2 separate regions of the Hordeum vulgare genome follow, and region 2 is linked to region 1. The links are chromatin contacts, called in public Hi-C maps. All regions are on one chromosome and are shown on one strand. The core of a region is the stretch at or near the end of the contact, and the rest is flanking DNA. Distances in the headings are between cores, read along the strand shown.

Evidence for each region. Hi-C and Micro-C count contacts between places; a contact is called where the count stands out from the background.
Region 2: a contact with region 1 is called in a Hi-C map of seedling, with 3 times the contacts expected there. The contact joins the promoter of LOC123431042 here to the promoter of LOC123428150 in region 1. A contact is called at or near these places in 2 of 6 Hi-C or Micro-C datasets (leaf and seedling).

Annotation. Positions count from the first base shown.
Region 1 is chr2H:635,723,214-635,727,024 of MorexV3_pseudomolecules_assembly, reverse strand. It overlaps LOC123428150 (ethylene-responsive transcription factor ERF008-like), which reads right to left and starts at 1,909. Exons shown (of 1, transcript XM_045112314.1): 1 at 388-1,909. The coding sequence starts at 1,551. The coding sequence ends at 820.
Region 2 is chr2H:635,924,179-635,927,989 of MorexV3_pseudomolecules_assembly, reverse strand. It overlaps LOC123431042, which reads right to left and starts at 1,817. Exons shown (of 2, transcript XM_045114858.1): 1 at 1,231-1,817; 2 at 1-327. The coding sequence starts at 1,736. The coding sequence ends at 168.

The sequences.
Region 1 (3,811 bases), core at 660-3,159:
GTGATCGGTGATCCATCAAATATCCCTGTAGCTAGCTAGCTCCACTTCGTCCGCTGGGGAGATGAGATGAGATGAGATCAGATTAGATTAGCCAGCAGTGCCAGTCCAGCACGGCCCGCCGCTGCCCGATCCATAATTGCACCGGCACATTCGGATTGAGGCACACGCATGCAGCAGCAGAGACATGGATAGAGAAAAGTCTCACCCCAACTGATTAGTGCCTGCTGATGCCTAACCTAACCTAACGCGGATATGCTCGCTTGCTTTGCTTTGCTTTGCTCCCACCAGCAGACAGCCGGATTAAGCCGCCAAGCCAACCACTGGATCATTTCAATTACACTACTCAGATAATACGATATCAAAATCCAGAGGCGATGCACTCAGCAGTTAATTAACAACGAAGGGGGCGACGGACGATTAATTAACAGAAGTTGCACTGCTAATCGCTGCTTATCTACTCGATAACAGAAACAGAGAGAAAAAAGAAGAAGATGGTGGCGATTGTTTTATCACTGTTACAGCTGTCTTTTTTGACATTTGGAAAGACCGCCACTTGTGGCGTCCCCCGCCTCCCCTCCCCCTCCCTTGTTCTTATCCAGACCAACGTATTGAAAAATAATCTCGCCACCGACCCACCGACCACCGGCACCTCGCCCGCCGACGCGGCGGAGCTTGCTAGGGAGACCGTTGGGTGGTGGACTGGATTGAGTTGCTTGTGCTGCTTCATCAACATACGCTGCTGGCTGCTCTCCGGAGACTGGCTGCATGGTCGACTGGTTGGTTGTAGATGACTGGAAGCCGCCGCTTCTTCCGGCTGCTTCACTCGGCGTCGGAGGTGTCCGGGCTGGGCGCCTGGTTGAGATCCGGGTTCTTGGCGCGCCCGTTCCACGCCGTCCGCTGCTGCTTCACGTGGCGGTGCAGCTCCTCGCCGTGCGGCTCCGCGTGGTGGTGGTGGTGGAGCCGCTGCCGCTCCCGGTGGTGCGCGGGCGCGGCGACCATGGTGGTCATGCCGGTCTGGAGCGCGTCCACGCGGGACCCGACCTCGATGGCCTTCTTCCGGATCGAAGCCGCCGACAGCGCGCCGCCGTCGGCCAGCTCGCCCGCCATCTCCCCTCCACCGGCCTCGGCGGCCTCGGGCGACGACAGCGCGAGCGCGGAGATCTCGTCGGGGAAGTTGAGGCGCGCCGACCTGCCGCGGAGGTAGAAGACGGCCGTGTCGTAGGCGCGCGCGGCGGCGACGGGCGTGGCGTAGGACCCCAGCCAGATGCGCGTCCGCTTGTGCGGCTCGCGGATCTCCGCCACCCACTTGCCCCACTTGCGCATGCGCACGCCGCGGTACTGCTTCCGCGGCTGCTGCTGCTGCAGCGGCATCGCCATGGCCATGGGCATGGGCGGCGCCACGGCCACCGTCACGTTGTGCTCCTCCTTGGCCGCCACCGCCGCGGCCGCAGCCGCCAGGGGCGCCATGGCCGCCGCAGCCGCAGCCGCAGCCGCCGCAGAACCCGCCGAGCCCTCGCTCGAAGACGACGAGCGGTACTCGCCCTGCTGCATGAGGGAAGATGCCTGCCTAACCTAAGCTGCTATGGTGGCCGGCCGCCGCCTCGGCTGGTCTCTCTCTCTCTCTCTCTCACCTCCCTGCCGCGTGCCGGAAGGAGGAGTAGCTTTTGGGTTGGAGCAGCGGAGCTGGCTTCTCTTTCTTGCCGTGGCTCCAGTCCCGGCTATCTATTTGCTGGGCGGTATTTGTATTGGGATTTTGTGGGTGGGGGGTATGATTAGAGTTTGGTTGGGATAATCATAAACTGGAGCGCAGCTCCGCTCGGGAGGGAGAGAAGGGAAGAGGACATCGACGGCAGCAGCAGTGTACTCTACTGTGCTGTTTGGAAGGGAGCCTGGCCTGACCCGTTCCAAGCCAAGCCAAGCCGAGCCAGCCGCACCCCAAAGGAAATCGCTAGGTCCACCGTCTAACTTGCGTCCGGACACGACACCCCACAGGTCCATGCATATCCATCCCCACGTACGTATTTGGACCAGTACTCCATACGTAGCAACAACGTCGGCCGGTTGTATTTGTATTGTACTCGTACTTGGGTACAGCTAGCGTCAACCTTGTAGGATTGGAATTTGTATTTGGCGTGCAATTCCTTGCTCTGGCTGTGGAAACAACACCATCGTTGTTGCTGCTGGTCCAGGCAGGAGAAAAAACACGAACTGTTCTTTCTTGTGGTAAGGTAAGTTTATATTATACTACGATGATAAGATGACCGCAACGTCACAATCCATGTACCCTTCTCTGTTGCTCACCAACCCTCGTGCGCACTTGTCGCCACGCTGTAATTTTGTTGACCTCCGTTGCCGCTCCGGTTTCTTCCTGTCCAAGTTCCGTTCACATTTTCGGGGTCAACAAGTGATCGCTTGAGTATACAATAAGTGGCAAATTCTAGAAGAAATGTACTACTACATGTCTTACAAAATAGACATATGACTAGGCAATGAAAAAGATTATCCTTACCCGCGCAAGAGGAAACGAAAAAGATCGTCCTTACGTTTTCTTCATCATGTGATGCACATGATATGCCATTTTTTTCATGTGACATGCAAAGTCGCTTAGGACAATCACATCAAGCAAATGGATTGGCGACTAGTGCTCATATCGGCCACAAGTAAAATTGTGTGGCCTAAACTTTGGAAACCAAACTAGAACTCCTAGTAAAATCATCCTAAGAAGAGAAAAGGAAAATAAATCCTAATAGTTACATCAACGGCCACAAGGTACTATAATTTCTTTAACTGCCAAAACAGTGTGCTCCTTTGCTGTGAGAGTATCACAAGTGCGCTCACATATTTGGAGAGCAAGTATCGAATTGACTATTTATATATGTAAAACTAGATGGAAGAGCTTGTTGTATATCGATCAGCAGGGACTCGTTTGTGGAAGATTACATGGGTTCTGGGTCGGTTTTGATCTCGACTTGGCTTTTCTGATAACTATACATGAGACACATACATATCATACACAAACCAATTGCCAGGATTACACAACAATCACATGTACGAAATACAAACTATACAAAGTATCTGAACATCCACTGTCAATCATAACTTATCTATGTTGAGAATGCGACTAAATGCTTCATGTTGCCGTACTGTCAATGGTTTTGTAAACCCATGTGCAACTTGATCTCTTGTGGTTATAAAATGAATGTTGAGGAACTTGTTTGCTACTCTTTTTGTGACAAAGTGGCCATCCACTTCAATATGTTTAGTTCTTGCATGAAACACAAGATTGACTCACTGATAAGTTTCACCAAGATTATCACGCCGTAATATTGCTGCTTTAGGTTAAATATAATACCAAGCTCTTGCAACAATGATTGAACCAACATTAAAAGCACCACTTTATTTTGACACGATTGATCCTATCCACCCATAACCAGGTCCAATGGTCCATGATTTAAATTGTTTTTCACAACAAAACTTGTTTGTTTGATAGTCATTGCATTTTTAATCTTGATATGGCCCTTAATTATGATTTGGCTATCACCTTACACGAAAGAGGGGGGAAATTGGATGTCCCCTTACCTCTTTTTTTGTCTCCTACGTTCTCTTCACAATTCACACGCTCCCAATCAAGCACGTATCCTTCTTTCACTAGACCTACAAATGGTCATTGATGCAAGCCACTCCTTTGAGGTTCACTCCTCTCTCATGCTACATAGTCGCAACTTGATCGACTTAAGCGATGCTCATGTCATAAGTCGGCCAACCTAATCGATCGATGCCAGGACTTAAGTCTATAAGTTGATGACATGAC
Region 2 (3,811 bases), core at 568-3,067, 200 kb before region 1:
ACATATTCAATATCTGGAAATTCCGTCGACAAAGAGGATCCTCCCTGGATCACATTGTCCACTTCTGAATGAGCAAGGACTTTTTGATGCTGTGACAACATCCCAATTTTAACATATGTAAATCACCAGTTATAACCATCTAACTCGAAGTGCCTACAAATTGCCGTCTACTTCTTGAGATAGCACTCAATATGTTTAAGCCACCCTACAAGCTCTGTCTGCTCCTTGTTTTCCATGTAAGTGTGCAGGAAAGCTGCTAGCTCATCATTCACCCCTCTCTGCTCCAAGTAATCACGCACTGCAGTTTGCATCTCCTCATCTAACTCCCTGCTCATTGGTAAGACCAGCAAGGTAAAAAAAGCATATTAACATCTCATAATGCTAACAGTGAAGCGCAACTCAAAAAGAGATCATAATGTTGAATGCTATACTGTATGTAGTAAGTCAAAGAAACAAGTTAGGATTTTAACAAATCAAAATAGCATCAGTAGAAAACAAGAAATATAAGATCCTTTTCCAATAATTGTTTGTATCAAAATGAACGATGAGGAGCCAGCATTGTCATTCAGCTCCTACTGTATCAGAAATTTGTAACTGCTACATTACAACTAGCTAGTGCTAGATTACACCACTTTCTTGTTTGAATCTAAGGAGCCAGCATTGTCATTCTCCAGGGGTTTTGGAGCAATTCAACTGGTGCACGAGACATGCATTATTCATCCAGAAACAAATTTGATCTAATTTCCCTTAACACGGAACTGAAGTTGGAGGAAAGCTCCGTACCCGCCAAGCCCGAGCATTTCATCTATCACATGATTACTTTTCCAGTCCAATAGTCACCACTAGTGTGGGTAAACAGGGAGCATGTTTCCATATGTTTTTGTACTTAAAAGTTCTTTGAAAAGATAATAACACAAGTAAAAGTTTGATGCTATGTGCATTGGATTGTGTGTGCAAAGTTATTCATTTCCGTAGACTGTGTAAAAAGAAGTATGCTTGGTACATACTATAAAAAGTTGTTATAACCATCCTAAATTTCTTTAATACAGTACAAGAAACTGCTACGATTATGCACAAGAGATATGCGAGCCAGAAATCCTGGTCCAATTTCTTTAATCAATCATTGATGCTAACAGCTGAACATGCTAAAGCAGCATCGCGAGAACATGGACATTCTTTGATTTAAACAACTTATAAGCATTCTAAACTGCTAAAACGAGGTTGGGTCACCTGAACTGGCGGCCAATGTATTGCTGCTCCGGCGCTGGCCCAGTGCGGCGGACGGGGAAGACCCTCTCCACGTCCATCTCCTCAGGCCAAGCCGAGCACTCGAAGTTGAGCGCGAAGTCAGGCCGCGCGGGCTTGGTGACCTCGACGTGGACGCTGATGTGCATCCTGGCCGGTGGCCCGCCGTCCTCCGCGGCCACGCCCGAGCGGGTGGGCGCCACGGCGCCGTCGATCATCGAGGCGTCCACCCTGACCTCCTCCTCCCCGAACGCGCGGCGCAGGCGGATATACTGCTCGCCGGGACGGTCGTCGACGGCGAACGGCGCGACGGAGGGCGGCACCTGCGGGGCGGGCTCGGGGCGGCAGGAGGAGATCTCGGAGCGGAGGGAGCGGAGGAGGCGGTCGAGGAACGCGGAGCGGCGCATGTCGGCCATGTACGGCCGCGAGGGAACGAGGCGGGGCGCGAGCGCCTGGAGACGGGGCCGGAGGTGGAGCAGCCGCCGGGCCATGGCGAGGTGGTGCTGCGCGTGGACGGACGGCGGCCGCCGGCGGGTCTCGGGTTTTGAGAAGGGTTTCGGTGAAAGACGGCGAACTTGGGCTTGGGCAAAGCCGTGCAATGGGAAGAAAGAAAGAAAGGGCCTCGTTGCCGTGGGCCGGGGATGTGGCAGAATTTGGGCTTTTGCTTTTCATGGCAGCGTGCAGCCCAGCCTTCCACGGCAACAAGACGGCTAGGGACTGTCTTTTGATGGGCCGGGCAATCGGACTTCTGTCGTTGGGGACTTCCTCAACTTCTCATCATATAAAAAAATTAAAAAATCTCAACTTCTCATGGTAAACACTATTTCTCATAAAAAAAACTCATGTACGACATATGTATGCCTAGCTGTTTGTACCCATTGCTGCGAGACAAGAGGGGTGGTACAGTAAAGGACGTCATCAATCCTGCTCCCAGGGACGGTCCGGCATCTGTCTGCAATTCTGCATGACAAGCTGCGTGCACGGTGTTCTTCTACCCTTGTACGAGACGAATATGATCGTGGGGTACTGTAAGGAAGAAGTCACATAAATCCTCCTTCCGGGGACGGTCCGTGCGTGTCGACAGTGCAATAAAACCAAGCACCCGGGCTCCAGCAGTGTGACCTACGACATATGACTAGTCAGATATATGAATATAAATAAATCCACTCAACGATGCAGCTGTTCTTGGTAGAGAAGAGTAGCGGTTCGTCAGAATACGATTCCGTGACACTCCACCGACGGCGCTGCTTCAGTTCGGAGGGAATCGTCATGGGATCACATCGTACGCGCTGCTGCCTGCTGCATGCCTGCGTCTTCTGAAGGCGCGGAGCAGATGCACCCTGCCGTGCCGTGACAACATCGCATTTGTTGTTCGTGTTAAATGATCCCTGCACCCCTCGCTCGTGTTACGCGGTGCAGGGCGTCGTCGTGTTGCGCATGCCATTGATCAGGAGACGCTGCGGTGACAGGCAGGGCGAGATAGGTCATGGATGGATGGATGGACTGATCAGTGGTGCGTGCATGCTGATGCTGTTGCCGCATCAGCGATTAGACGTACGTACACGCGCCGCTGCTGCCGTTTGCAGACGAGGTGGGGCGGCCGGGTGGGGGCGGATGGATGGCACCGGGGGCAGACAGGCGCGCGTGCACGCGACGCCGGCGAGCAGACGCAGCACGCGCGCTGCTCCTACACCAACAAGACGTCGCGTGCGCGCGTTTATGTTCGACCAGATGTCCAGATTCAGAGATGTGCGCTTCTCCTCTTCGGTCCAGATTCTTCTTTTTCCAAAAGGAGGCGCGATTCTGATGATGCATACACCACAAGTTGACGAGCCATCTCGAGTACGTCGCAGCCGAAAGGGCCGCGAATTCTTTGGAGGTAGAGATAGGATGGAACTGGATGCAAACCGATCTTGCACCGCCACCGCTGAGAAGAAAAGAAAAGAAGAAAACCATGATCTCGCATGCAGGTCATGATGCCCATGTTTGGCCGATTCGCCTCCATCATCTTCATCTGCCCGGCGACACATAATCGCGTTGATAATGTACACATGTATGTCACCTTTACGCCGTCGCCGGTGGCTTGCATTTGAAGCCGACGCGTGCATCCCACTGGTCCTCTCATCTCATCCGGGCGCCTCTGCATGCGGTTCAGTTTCAACGTGCTCCTCCAAGGGCCGAAAGCGGCGATGGCACGGTCAGATTATTGGCGCACGATTGCCCGCCAATCCATCAACATGTTGGTACAAAGATATCGTACATTATGTTACTAGTATCTTGTCCTTAATTTCTTCGGGAAGATATCCATGGCGTTATTGAAGCTGACGGATTTGTGCTTCATATGCACGATGGCGGGTTGCTGTCCAATGATCTTGATTTGGCAACAAAATCATGTTTTGTCGTGGACAGGGATGGACGCGGTCCCCGGATAGGCTGCCATGATAGCGCCATGATGCACATCACAGGTGCAGAAATTAACTACGCTATCCAGCTGTTGCGATATTGTACTCCCTCCGTTTCTAAATATAAGTCTTTAAAAAGGTTTCATTAGTGAACTACATATGGT